Linked DNA regions of Mus musculus: region 2 is linked to region 1. The links are chromatin contacts, called in public Hi-C maps. All regions are on one chromosome and are shown on one strand. Each heading gives the region's core, a stretch centred on a gene start, on an enhancer-like site or on the middle of the called end of the contact. The rest is flanking DNA. Distances are from core to core; before and after follow the strand shown.

Region 1 (7,283 bases), core at 1,363-3,862:
CGGCCTTTGAAGGAAAATTAAACAAGTATCTCATTACGGAATGCTTCAGTGGTCCCCGGAGGTGGTCACAGACGCAGCGGATTTAATGAGCTGGGAACGCCATCGCTGCCAAAGTTTACCTCGACCCGTCCTTCTGAAGAACTCCTCTATTTAGGGCCACTCAAGCAAAGGAGAAAGACTCCATGCTGCGTCCTCTGCTTTCAACTCTGAGGAAGGGGGATAATGCAGTTTTTGTGCCGCACATCCAGAGGAATTATGTGTGCTAATTTGATTAGGGGAGATTTGATTAACTGGAAAATGAGGGCTTTGCTAAGACTTTCACACGCTTAATTTATCCCTTGCAAAAGCAGACGCAACACTGTGTCATGAAACTCAGAAGGCATATGGGAACAGTATTCAGTGGTTAGGAGGCCTTTCAGACCCAACAATATCGAGGCTTGCCACGGTTCATATTGGGATAATCATTTTAGAGCATTCGCTCTGCCGCAGAATACAAATTGCATTTGGCACTGCCAGTTAAACGGTTCAAAGGATAATGAGATTAATATAGTAGGAAACTTAGCTGAGCAAAAAGCTTTTTTTTCTTTCTCTTTCTTTCTTTTTTTTTTTTTAAACACCATTGCATAACTAGTTTCAAGGGAAACTTGGTTGCTTTTTTTTTTCCACCAAATGACACAATTCAGTACCTTTTGAGGCTCTGTGCACTCAGTAAACATCTTTTGGCATCTCCTTGAACATTGGGTGGATGGGCAGGGAGTTAGCCCATTTCCCTTAAAAGGTAGATGTCAGGGTGGGGAGTGCTTGGATTGGAGCTAGAAGGTCCGGAGGAGAAGTGGTGGCTCTATATGGCATCTTCTGTTTTCTTCTGATGGTGCTTCAGAGATAAAATGGCAAGTTCTAATCTTCCCTCTCATATCCATGGCCATTTGGAAATGGCTGACATCTGACCATCTAACGTTCCTAAGAGGTTTGCTTCACCTATATTTATAATTGTGGGTTGAATGTATGATATTTCCCTCCCCGTGTGTGTGTGTGTGTGTGTGTGTGTGTGTGTGTGTGATGTAGACACAGCTGGCCTAAAACTCACTGTGACCTTGAACTTTTAATCTTCCTGCCAACGCCTTCCAAGGGCTAGAATTGTAGGCAGATGTTCAATACCAGGGTGTCGACGATCAGACTTGTGGTCTCACTCATGCTAGGAAAACACTCTCTCAAGTGAGCCACATCTGCAGTACTTACTAACATAAAAACATGTCAGTGGAGTGGGGAGATGGCTCAGTGGTCAAGGAGTGCTTGCTGCACATGCCTGAGGACCTGGTTCAAATCCCCGGCACCCATAAGGCCAGTGCTGTGTGGCATGGACACAGAAGGATCCCCAAGGCGTGCTGCGAGTAGCCATGCTCTGGTTCTCATGAGCATCAGGTGATAGCAGAACACACATTGTCTGCTTCTAGATTCTGTGCACATGCACAGCAGCCCACGGCCTCACGCACATACGCACATACCAGCACACACACTACACAAACACTCTCCCTCTCTCACACACATAAATAATGGATTAATTAATGAGTATTCAAGATGACTTATCAACTAAAGGCATCAGCCGCCAAAACCAATGACTTTGATCCTTGGAAACCACAGGGTGGAACGAGGGAACCAGCTCTCAAGTCGTACTTTGACCTCCACACATGCATATTCTCTCTCTCTCTCTCTCTCTCTCTCTCTCATTCTCCCTCTCTCTCAACTCTTTTTCCATGCACACACATTTTAAAACTATTCAAAGTAATTTAATTTTTTGATGTTGAAAGGAAGTAGCCAATACCAATCTTTACTAACATCTCAAAAAGATTATTTATTTATCTATTTATTTATTTATTTATTTATTAGTAGAGGACTTAAGAGAACACCTCCATATTGTCTCTAAATAGTCAGGATTCTTTGAGTAGAATCCACTGACGTTCCTACTCTGGGTCTTTCTCTAAACGCCCATTGGTCTAGACAACAGCAAATCCACTGGGCCTTTAAACCTACCCCGCTGGGCCAAACTTACTCACAGCCAACTTGGCCTTTCCTTGCTGTTGGTCTACACAGTACAAGCAACTTCTGAACTCTTCTTTTGCTCTCAGCCCCAGAACTTGGGGCTTTGCCATGGAAATCAGTCAGTCAGTGAAGAGCACAGGCATGGTATGCCGGCTCTTAACGTCCATGGTGGGCTGGGGAGTCTCCTGCCATTCCCAGTAGCTCCCTGCGGCCCAGCAAACCGTGAAAGGAGCCCTGACTGTGGCAGACCACTGGCCTGGTCTGGACAGAGCTTCTTTGTTTCCGCTGGACATCAAGATTTAAGTCTCAATTCTGTTTGTAGATTCCCTTCAGCCCCCTTTCCCCCACTGCCTCCACCCATAGCCCCGTGTCGAGCATCTTCTGACTGCCCGTCTTCAAGTTAGAACAAGGCCCTCCTCCTCTCGCCTGATGGCTTTTCACCACGGTGGTAGATACATTGAGTCAAGCCACACTTTTCTTTGGGAAAGAGGCCCCTGGCTCTTTAAGCAGAGTTGCTAGGTAATCGTTCCACTCGGTTGCATAACCAGAAAGGGATGTGTCAGTCCCGGGCCCCTGCAGACAGAGGAGGGCTTCATTAAAACGCTCGCCTAGACCTAGACAGATGAGCGGTCTCCAGTCGGAGTTCTTTTCCATCTTCCCCATCTGTTCACTGCAGTTTTAATTAAATCTACTGAGATTATTTTTGGCCTTCTCCAAGAACAGAAAGCTAGCCTTGTGCCAGTGTCCACTAGCTTCTCTGCTTTAGTGCCAGCCGCTAATGAGCAGGCACATGGGGTAACCCTGCCCGCACGCTGCCCCCCTCCTCCTGCCAGCCATCATGAGTTGCTAATAGGGTAGGCACCATGAGTGCCAGGTCTAGGCCTCTCCACCTTCCCCACCTCAGCCCCACCTTGGTACGAAGAAGGCCAATTAGTGAGTGATTCCACCAGTGGTTAACTGGCTAATAGAAGTGACAGGCTTCAAATAACCTTCAAGTATGCAGCCCAGTTGCTTGTCTGTCTGATCAGGGCCCTTCTTGCTGGCACCTGACGCTTTCAATACCATAATGGCATTCACACACATTCTTTCTGAATGCTGTCACCTAGCAAGACCTTTCTTCTCTTCCTTTGCTGGGAGGATGCCTGGCAAAGCTATTAAGTCTGTGATGGAGATGACAGCTGACTGCGGGCCTGTCAGTCCCACTTTGGAAGTCAGCACATCCTTATACCCATTAGGAGCACACCATGGGAACCTCAGAAATAACTCACTGTAGTGTACTGTGAGTTTATCTCCCCACCTGCAAGCCTACCACCCAGCCAGCCTTGTAGAGCAGCCTGCTGCACCCCTCAGTAGGGTCAGAGCTGTTTGTGGTGGGTGTGTACCTTTTATTTGTACATGTATGCGCACATATGTACCTTGGCTGTCGTTTCTTAGGGGCTGTCCACATAGCTGCCCTGCTCTTTGAGAAAGGGTTACCTATTGGTTTGGAAATCACCAATTAGGCTAGACTCTCTGTCCAGTGACTCCACCTCTCCCGGCACTGGGATTACAGATCTGTAATAGCACATCCAGCTTTATGATTGCTTATTATTTCAGTGTGTGTGTGTGTGTGTGTGTGTGTGTGTGTGTGTGACATACATGGGTACTGCATGACACGTCTTGAGGTCATTAGGCTTGTGCAGGAAGTACTTTTACCCACCAAGCTGGCTCTGAGTCAATGCTCAGCAGGGTTTTGGTTTGGTTTGGTTTGGTTTTTTTGGAAATGTATTATAGGTATTGAGCACAGGTCTTCATGCCTTCAAAGCAAGCACTTTACAGACTGAGCCATCTCCCCAGCTCCTGATATTTTATTTTTTCAAAGTTCAAACTAGAGACTAATGATTCCTTTAAAGGAAACACAGGCATTCCCAGTTACTGGCCAAGTCAGTGGCTGGTCTCCATTCAGAAGACTCTGGCTCATTGAGTTTCTAAGCTAAGTATGTCGTGTCTTGAAATCCAGATTCCTAACTGTGCTCTCAGGTTTCCAAGGGGAAGTCCAGGCCTGTATTCGTTTCTTTGTCCTTTTATATAGTTTTCTTTTCTTTTTGGTGTGTGTGTTTATAATGAGTGTTTATACATCCATACTGCTACATGGATGATGAGGTCAGAGGACAACTTTCAGGCATCAGTTCTGTGGTTTTGCCTTGTTGCAGCAGGGTCTCTTCCGTTGTTCTGTCCCTGCAGTGCAGACTTGCTGATCTAGGAGCTTTGCAGTGGCTCACCTGTCCTCTTCCTCTCTTCCTGCCATAGCAGCGCCAGAAATACAAATGTGAACCGCCCCATCCAGCTTTTTACATCATCTAACTAGTAATCTTGCCCACCAAGCCATTCCCACAGTGTCAAGTGGGTCCATTTCTTAGGATGGCTTGAGACCAGATCAAATCAAACCAAACGTATTTGGTGGGGCTTGGCAGTGTAATGCTGTGTTTGGCAACCAGATCTAACCCTAGAACATGTGCTAATATTTCACAGGCCTTTTGGGCAGCTTGGAGAATGTTATACTTGATCCCTGAGTGCGCCCAACCAGCAGGGGATTAGAGAGTGACCTTCCCTGGATTCTGCTGTTGAATGGTCCTGTGTTCTCTGCAGGAACACACTAACCAAGTTCAGAAGAAAAAAAAAATCACTGCAATCTTCTGAATGAATAAGGAGAAAAATAGTGTATTGTGTGTTATTTTCTCTCTCTGTGGATCCTCAGATGCTGTCATATTCTGGTTATCCGTCAGGGATATTTTGAGCAGGTGGTGTCCCATAGTCTTGGGTCCCCTATGAATGGTGCAATCTGTGGGGCGCCTGAGATGGTTCCTATTGACTGTCAGCTCCACAGGGTCTCGAATCACCTAGGAGATAAGCCCCCAGATATGCCTGGGAGGGGCTTTCTAGGCTGGGTTCATTGTTGTGGGGAGATCCATCCTGAATTTAGACAACACCATTCTATGGAGTGGGGTCCCAGACTGAATAAAAAGGAGGACATGAATCATGTCTTCCTGACAGTAGATGCGGTGTGACCAAGCACCTCACATTCACCCTGCCATGGCTTTGCCACAGTGGTAGTAGGAGAGACCTCCTCCCTCCTGACAGTGTTTTTGTCTTGTATGTTCAGTAGGCTTGGTCTTATGGAGGCAGTTTCTTTTTCTTTTTCTTTCTTTCTTTTTTTTTTTTTTCTGGTTTTTCGAGACAGGGTTTCTCTGTAAAGCCCTGGAACTCACTTTGTAGACCAGGCGGGCCTCAAACTCAGAAATCCGCCTGCCTCTGCCTCCCAAGTGCTGGGATTAGAGGCAGTTTCTAAATGGAGGTTCAGTCCTCTCAAGTGACTTCAGCCTGTGTAGTGTTGACCTAAAACTATCCAGCACAACTCATAACTATAAAACTCACTATGTTGCCAAGGCCTGGAACCCCTGCTCTTCTGTCTCCATCTTCCAGATGCTAGTCTTACAGATGTAGGCCATCACACCAGGCTCCTCCATTATCCTTTAAAGCTATTGTAAATCCTTCTTGGTCTAGGACTGTGAGTGAAGGTACACCATAGCATCCACTGCTAAATTAATAAATTGAGAAACTGGGAGTGTAGCCCAGTTGGAAGGGTGCTTCCCTGGTGTTCATAAAGCCTTGGGTTCCTTCTCCAGCACTGCATCAACGGTACATGATGGGACACACCTGTATTCCCAGCACTGAGACAGGAGAGACTACAAGATGAGACGTTCAAGGTTATCCATAGCTGTATAGCAATTGTGAGGCCAGCCTGACATGAACCCGTGTCTCAAAAGTGAAAAAACAAAACAAATTAACAACAAAAACTCACACAATTGATGTTGGAACTTTAAGCTGAGAACCAAGGTTGATTAACCATCCATGTACAGTCATGGCTGTGTTACTAAATTTAAGACAGTCTGTGCTTTTGGCTTTGGGGACTATAAAACACAAGCACTCTTGTTTTTCCTTCCTCCAATCATTAAAGACATGGAAAAAAAGCTTCCTAAATCATGATTTGTACTTTTTCCCTTCTATGGCAAGCTAATAAAATATTTTTGCTCATATATAAGGCTCTCAATAACCCCAGTCCCTTGTAGGACCTGGAAACAATTTACAGCACGATATCCTAGAATATCAGAACAAAGCAAAACAAAAAAGACCTTCAAGTTATCTCTATTGAAGACAGCAGTTAGGTTTTAGTAGTCAAGCTGTCACTGATCAATTCCTCAGATGCCTACATTGATTCTAGACTGAGAAGGAATAAGTCTGGATTGATTAATGATGTCTGCTGTGGGCTTGGCATGAAAGAGGAATTGCACACATTGAACATCTCTACCCCTCATTTCTCCTCCTTGACCAGTGAAGCCTCCTAAACTAGAGAAAGTGGTGCCTATTCAGAGTCCAGGGCTTATTTGAATCCCATCTTAAGGAAGTAATTAGGTTTTTTTTCCTCTATTATGAAAGTTAACTAAATCTGTGGGATTGTAAGCTACATCTAGACTTACCCTTGAGTTCATTATAAAATTAAAAATCAGATCCTTTTCCCAGTTTCTCATATTGCCAAGAAACAAGGCCTTCCCCCCTCCCAGACCTATTCACCTTGCCTTTGTTGATATCGAGCCATTCCTTCGTGTTCTTTAATTGCCTGAGGCATCAGTAAGTTCTTTCTCCTGGGTACCTTTTTGGTAATTTCTGTTGTTCATACCATGGCCAAACCACCTGGTATAAGGTTACCACACTCTCTCCTAAACACAACACAAAACAAAACTGCTAGATATAGTAGCTCACACCTGTGACAACAACACTCAGAAAGTAGATTTGGAGGGATCAGAAGCCAAGGCCATGCTCAGCTCTATAGCAAATTCAGGGTTAGCCTTGGCTAAGTGAGACCCTTTTGGAAGGAGGGAGGGAATGAAGGAGGGAAGGAAAGAAAGAAGGGTGGGTTTTTAGAAATGTCAAGGCAGTTAGCAACTTTTCAATGTAGCATATATGAAACCTTTAGAGCAATGGTCTGGGTGAATTTTGATCAATGGTTCTTTCCATTTTTTGTTTGTTTGTTTGTTTGTTTCGTTGGTTGGTTGGTTGGTTGGTTGGTTGGTTGGTTGGTTGATTGGTTGGTTGGTTGATTGGTTGGTTGATTGGTTGGTTGGTTGGTTGGTTGGTTGGTTGGTTGGGTTTGGGATTTTTGAGACAGGGTTTCTCTGTATAACTTCGGCTGTCCTGGAACTCAC
Region 2 (7,283 bases), core at 1,295-3,794, 310 kb before region 1:
TTTTGTGTTATTTGTTTCATTGTGATCCAGACAGTATGTTACCAGATAGTTCAGGCCATCCTGTAATTCACTAAGTGGTTCTGAAATAGCCTATGGCCCAGAATCCTTTTATATTAAACTCCCAACTGCTAGGACTTCAGGTGATTGTTACCAAGGTAGGCTGTGAATCTGGGATAATAAAAATGAGGTAGATGTCATGCATCTTCAGCATTAACTGTTTTGTTCTTTTGTTTGTTTGTATTTATTTTTCTGACATACCAAATTGTGATTTTGTAGTTGTTGTTCAGTGGAAAGGCTTTTTAGTTTTTCAACTATCTACTTTCTGGATATCAAAGGACCTGGGTTTTTATCCTGTAAAGAATCAAAGTGAACCCTAGTGCATGCTGTAGGCCAGCCACAGAGAAAACCCAACTCTATGTGTCCTTGCTGCTTCCTAACCATACATATTATATTAGTTTTTCTTTTGTTACTGTGATAAAAACCAAGTTTGTTTATTTTGGGTTTGTTTGTTTGTTTGGTTTTTGATTTTGGTTTTGTTTGCTTATGGTTCCAGAGTGATAAGGTCCTCAATGATGGGAAAGATTTAGCAGTAGGAGCAGAAAGCATAGAGGTTCCATAACCTCTGCAAATAGTGCCACTGACTGGGGATATCACTATTGCTGTGTTTTGAGACATGATAAAATTAAATTCAAGTTTATATAACTATGAACTATGATGTTAGATCTGGTAACCAAGTAACTAGTGAGCATTATATGCTAAATGCATAGATGAATCTCATACAGAGGTGGCAGGGAAAAGAACAGAAAATACAGGATATTATCACAGTTTACACTTTAAAATATGAGTTCTAGACTCTTCCATGTGAATAGTCATTATGGATGACTTTATATGGCTGAAACCTGAGAAAAGATAGTCAGAGGTGACAGCAAATATATATGTGTTCTATAACATGAGAAGTTGCTAAATGTCTTTCACAAATTTATAATGTTATGCTTTGATAGAAAATCAGAACTTTTACCTCAATGGGGATGAAAGATTTTTTTTATTCTAGAGCCAAATATGAGTTACCATGGTTTGGGAACACAGGTTTAGATTACCTCAAACTCCATGTTCCAACATCAGTAATTCACAACTGCCTATAACTCCTGCTGCAGGGCATCCCAGTGTCCTGTCTGCCCTTTGCTAACACCTGCACATATGTGTACATACCTACATACAGATATACACATATTAAGGTTATTTTTTTTTTAAAAAAAGCTATTTTAAAGACAAAAATTTAAAGTTTACAGAGCGTGAGGAATGCCATTGAAATTCACTGTGTTCAGCTCCTGGGTGTGTGCTGGGTTGGACTTGTAGCTTCACAGTACCTCCACCTGCATTGTTCCTAACTTGTGATGTCAGCAAGGGGTATTTTCTTCTCCCTCCTGCTACAGAACCTCGACTTCTCAATGCAGAGAAGCAGGACAAGGTTTCTAACCTTTCGTTTTAGAACTCAGAGGATAGTCCCGTGATTGAGTCCCTGTATAATATGGTTTTAAAAAAGCAGAAAATTTGATTTGCTGGGGCCCAGGCATGCAGCTGAAGGTACTGTGGTGTAAGCCAGGGTCCGTGCCCTCAGGGTCTCTAATCAGCCACCAAGGCATGCATTACCACTTCCTGTTTTCCATTCATTATGATAATTCCCTACAAAGTCCCAACCCCACCTCCACCAATTATTTTTGTCTCAACCTTCTAATTACAACATTATATGACCATTCAGCCTGGCACTAATTAAATCATTACTTAATTCACAAAGTGTGTGATAATGCTGATGCTTTTTGTCAGCTGAAATTACAGCATGGTGCCTTGTTTTCTTTACTTTCTGAGGAGACAGGAAGGAGCAGAAAGGTTGTTCCTCTGTCCAAGGCCCCAAACTACCCTTCTAGTAGGTAGATGACCACCGTCTAGACCAGACCCTTTTTTGAAGAATGAAAAGCAATGGGAGGCGTGGCCGTTTGACTAAGCAAGAAAGGGCTCTGTCAAACAGGACTTATTCTGGAGCCAAATATGAATGGGTGTGGATCAGAAGCATTGATTGGTTTTCCCAAATAACAACATTCCAGCGAGGTAGCAATTTCATGAACAAAGGAAGTCATAAAACACCACACTTGGGGGCTGGAGGAAGTTTCTGGTTTATATTGGTCTTGCAAAGATCCCAGGTTCTGTTCTCAGCAGCCGTGTAGGGAGGCTAACAACCACCTGTAACTTAAGCTCTGTGGCAATCCACAGCCTCTGTCCTCCATGGTCATCACTGCTCAGGTCCACCTCCACTGACACCCACGTACACGTAATTTGAAAAATAAGAAATTCTAAAAACATACTTTTCAAACATCGGTGGCAAGCATTCTGTAGGAAAAGCAGGGAAGACTGGGGTCTCACGTGCATTCCAAGCCCTTGGATTTGTCAGTTTGGGTCTCTTTTGTCCACAGCAGAAGGTTTACCCTGTGGTCACAAAGGTGTCAGACACAGACAGAGAGGAGTAACAAACGGCTGTCACAGGGACTAATGACGGCTCAAGATAATTTGGGTCAGGACTTCAGGACGTGCAGCATTCCATCTGTGCCCCTCACGGAAGCTGTAATCAGTTTGTCAGCCTTTGTGGTAAGAGGTTCTTTCCAGGAAGTGTCCTGCTCAAGCGTGTAGCCTTGAGACAAGAAACCAGAGTCTCAACTTTTTCTTGGAAATACATTTTTGAAAAAAAAAATTAAATTTCACAGTCTCCCATTTTCTCCCATATTGTCATGTTGTTCTTCATTTTTTTTTCCTTTTTTTTTTTTTTAACAGACTAAAACGGTAACTTGTCTCTTTTCTTGTTTTTAAAACAGATTTGTTTTCCGCTCAATTAGACTTGTGATCCCAGGAACACAAAGTAGTGTTTTTCCCCTTCTGGAGACAGACACCGTGTGATGGGCAAATTGTCAGGATTAATTATACCAAATGAGGGAATAAGCTCTAACAGAGACCATCTCTCTCCTTGCTGGTGATACTTAAAAAAAAAAAAAGATACAATGAACATCATGCACGTTGATGGCAGGGTGGAACTGACAAGTGGCCCTATGCCATGATTTTTATTTTTAATTGCTAGTCAACTAATTAGCCAGAACAACATGTTATATAATGCACAAAACTGTCGCTCACGCTCTCTCCCATAAAAAAATGAGATATATGGTGTGGAAAAGTTCTTTAAGTGCTAGCCAAGCCTGAGGCGGGGGTAGGACAGGGAATTTAAAACTGTGAGGTCCATGTTCTGATGCCAGGGACTGAGGACGGTCATTGAAACCAGGAGGCTGAAGAGAGTTGAAGAAATCCTAGGTAAATAAGATGTACTTTATTCACCAGCACACAGACAGATGCTGACAAGCACCTAGACACATGCTAACACATACTGTCCACACATAGACACATACACAGGATGCCACACAGACCTTGGTGGGCACACATAGGCCTATACAGACTGGCAAGCAATGGCAGTAGGCTCTGACTTCCAAAGCCGTATTCATATGGAATGCAAACATTAGACAATATAAAACATGAGAATAGCATTTATCCTTAGTACTACATAAAAGGAGTATGGTGGTACCCACCTGCAATCCTGGTACTCAGGGGGTGGAGGTTATTCTTAGGTCCTTACTGAGTTTCAGATTCGCCTGGATCAAGCGACAGCAAAAGAAGTACACCCTTATAGAAACTTCGTTACAGCGTCTAAAATCCACATGTAATTGATTGCTTACTAATCAGCGGTGTTGCTTGTAGACAACAAACACTAAAACATCGGGCACACTGATCGCCACCAACCTTCTTAATTAGTGTTTCTGTGACTGCGAAGAACAATGACCCAAGAAACCTGGGGAGAAAAGGGTTAATTTGGTTTATGCTTCCACATTGTGGTCCATTACTGAAGGATGTCAGGGCAGGAACCCAACCCGGGAAGGAACCTGGAGGCAGGAACCAATATAGAAGCCATGGAGTAGTGTTACTTACTGGCTTGCTCCTCTTGGCTTGTTCAGCCTTCTTAAATAATGAAGAACCAGCAACTCAGACGTTACCACCAACAAACGGCTGGGCCCTTTCCTATCAGTTACTGATTAAGAAAATGCCCTACAGCTTGAATTTCATGGAGCCATTTTCTCAATTGTGGTTCCCACCTTTCAGATGACTCTATCTTGTATCCAGTTGACATAAAACGAGCCAGCACAATTGACCTCTTGTTCATTTGACACAGGAATATATCATTGTTGAGCCTTAACCTTCCTATCCTTATTCATCCACAAGATTACACATGAATATCAAAATTATAATAAAAAAGTTACAAATTTTATAAGTCTCAAAGTCCTTAAAAATTCAAACACTGAAAAAAAGCTCAGTCTCTTAAACATAATCTAAAGACTTAGTAAAGTTCCCTAGTTTGTTTAAAAGTTCAAAGGCTCAACTGTAGGCACCTGAAAAATAAAAAATGAATTAAGTACAGTCTTTCTTCAAGAGAGAAGTACCAGGGCACAGGCACAGTCAAAGCAAAGCAAAACCAAACGCCAGCTGTATAAATAATCCAATGTCTAATATCTGGGATTCACACAGCACCTTCTCCGATCCTCCAATACCCTTGGGTCATTTGTCTGACTCTGCTCTCTACAGCACGCACACCCAGTCTGCCAGGCTCCAGTCATTTCCATGGCACACAGGCTGCTGTCCTTGTTGGTCATCCCTTAGTACTGGCATCTTCAAGATGTTGAGCTATCTTGCTGCAGCTGTGCTGATGCAAAGGCCACGGACGAGTGCTGTTCATTGGCTTGCTCAGTTTTCTTGCTCTTTCTTTCTTATAGAATCCAGGACTAACCAGCCCAGGAATGATACCACCCATAATGTGCTGAGCCCGCCCCCCCCCCCCCACCAATCAGTAATTAAGAAAATGCCCTACTACTTGATCTCTGGAGGCATTTTCCCAATTGAAGTTCCCTCTTTTCAGATAACTCTAGCTTGTGTCAAGTTGATATACCACTAGCCAGCACAGAATTGATGCACTTAGGCAAGATTATGACACTTTAAACTATTTCTTGGATAAAAATGATTCGATCATGGCTTTTTCTGCTCTCTTTTCTTCTTAAATTCTTACCTATGTAACATGGCCATGTTCATGTAATTTCTTTTCTCAACTCGGTTCAGGACATGTATTGGTGGTCATAGTGCTGGGTTTTACACTTGTAATTCGTGATTAAAATGTCTATCAAAACCCTACAGTGGGCAAACACTATTAAAAATCCATCTCAGGGGGAGAGGGGAAAAAAATCCATCTCAGACCTCTGCAGAGTGCTATAAATACCAGAAGAACTATGAATGTTCTAATGAACTAGAGTAGGACTAGTCAAAGCAACCTCTTTATCCAATTTTACATGTAAATGTCTGTTCACCCGTGTCGTGGCTCAGCATCTGTGTACTTTATTAAAAGCTAATCTGCTTCTTGTATGATTATCAACTATTGTTCAAAAGGGAAGCAGATCTCATAGCTGGTTTCCAGTTCTTTGGAGAGCCTCATGCTCCAATAATAATTTTCTTAATATCCTTTCTGCTGTATTCCAGCTACTTTCTGAATAAATTAACTTCTTCCACAAAGGAATGTAAATTGGGTTACCTTGGTCCATTCATTCTGCTTTCAGATCTTTGCTTTAAAGGGATGCATCTTTCACTTCTTCCTAATAACACTTAGGAAAGTCCTGCTCTAGAGCTGGGTGCTAAGCTTGTGATATTCATTATTTTGTCAATTTCTTGAAACAATGCTGTCTTAGCTAGAGTTTAGTGCTGTGAACAGACACCATGACCAAGGCAACTCTTATAAAGAGAACATTTAATTGGGGCTGGCTTGCAGGTTCAGAGGTTCAGTCCATTATCATCAAGGCAGGAGCATGGCAGCATCAGGGCAGGCATGTTGCAGGAAGAACTGAGAGGTCTACATCTTCATCTGAAGGCAGGTAGCAGAATAGACTTTCAGGAAGGTAGGATGAGGGTCTTAAAGCCCACACACACAAGGCCACACCTCCCAACAGTGCCACTCCCTGGGCCACGCATATACGAACCATCATAGTCCCTGACTTTTCCTGTGCTTCCTTCTGTGTCAGTGGCCTTGATGGCCAGGGCTGGATGGATATCCTCACTAGGAACATCTGGCTGGGCTCAAGGCAGGGGAACTCTGAGCCCTGCTGCCCAGTGATCAGGGCTCTGCACCATGGCATCCCTACCCTACATCCTTCAGAACAGCAGAGGTCCAGATCAATATCTGCCACTAGGCAGAGCCAGTGCCATGGGGTCTTGGGAATGCTACTATATATTTAAGCACAATTTCTTTTTCTTATTCATACCGTTTTCTCTTTCACAAATATGTGTATGTGGTGTGCATGAATGTGTGTATGTATTCACATGCATACATGTGGATACATGTAGGTGTGGATGGCCAGGCTTGATGCTGGGTATCTTCCTCAGTCTCTCTCCAGTGTTTCTCCCTTTAATCCTGAGTTCACTGATTCAGGTCATCTTAGACAGCTCACTTCCAGGATGCCCTGTCTCTCTCTCCCTTAAACTTGTATTACAGGTGGCCTACCACAGCCATTTGACATCTAATTGGTCCTGACTTTTAAGAGATAAGCATTGTACCCACTGAACTGTCTCCCAAGCCTTGTTTTTATCTTTCTCGATTATTTTACTTGACTTTTCTGTTTGGATTTGTATCAAAAGCAAGTCTCTCAAACAGGTTTTGTTTTGTTTTGTATTTTTATTTTAATGTAATCTAACATTCTCTTCTTCTTGGGCTCCGTAACATAGTACATTTTTGACTAGCATGAATGGATTCATGCCTTGTTTTTGTTGTTGTTGTTGTTGTTGTTTATTTGTTTGTTTGTTTGTTTGTTTTCCCCAGACAGGGTTTCTCTGTGTAGCCCTGGCTGTCCTGGAACTCACTTTGTAGACCAGGCTGGCCTCAAACTCAGAAATCCACCTGCTTCTGCCTCCCAAGTGCTGGGATTAAAGGCGTGCGCCACCACACCTGGCTCATGCCTTGTTTTTATTTTTAAAATTCATGTGTTTGTTTTGTTATTGGTTTTCCTTGCCTTATTGTTTTGCTTAAAATAGTGGTTTTAGAGTGTCATTTCACCTTCTTCACTGTTTCTGAGTACTGGTGATAGGATTTACAATATGTATTAAACATTTCTATAGTCTATTTTACTTTCACACTAACTTAGTTAAGATGACCCTAGACA

What was found. A called contact is a pair of places that touch in the nucleus more often than the background predicts.
Region 2: a Hi-C map of the N1E-115 cell line shows a contact between it and region 1, with 1.9 times the contacts expected there. The contact joins two enhancer-like sites.

What each region holds. Positions count from the first base shown.
Region 1 is chr5:131,638,855-131,646,137 of GRCm38.p6, reverse strand. All of the region lies in intron 5 of Auts2 (autism susceptibility candidate 2), which reads left to right. Among named protein-coding and RNA genes, the nearest start is that of Gm29681, 230 kb to the right of the region's middle. Within about 2 kb of position 2,612, at least 72 of the 459 cell types and tissues checked have an H3K27ac peak or open chromatin away from gene starts, as enhancers often do. A contact at or near this core is called in the N1E-115 cell line, where this site is marked.
Region 2 is chr5:131,951,577-131,958,859 of GRCm38.p6, reverse strand. All of the region lies in intron 4 of Auts2 (autism susceptibility candidate 2), which reads left to right. Among named protein-coding and RNA genes, the nearest start is that of 4930563F08Rik, 75 kb to the right of the region's middle. Within about 2 kb of position 2,544, at least 18 of the 459 cell types and tissues checked have an H3K27ac peak or open chromatin away from gene starts, as enhancers often do. A contact at or near this core is called in the N1E-115 cell line, where this site is marked.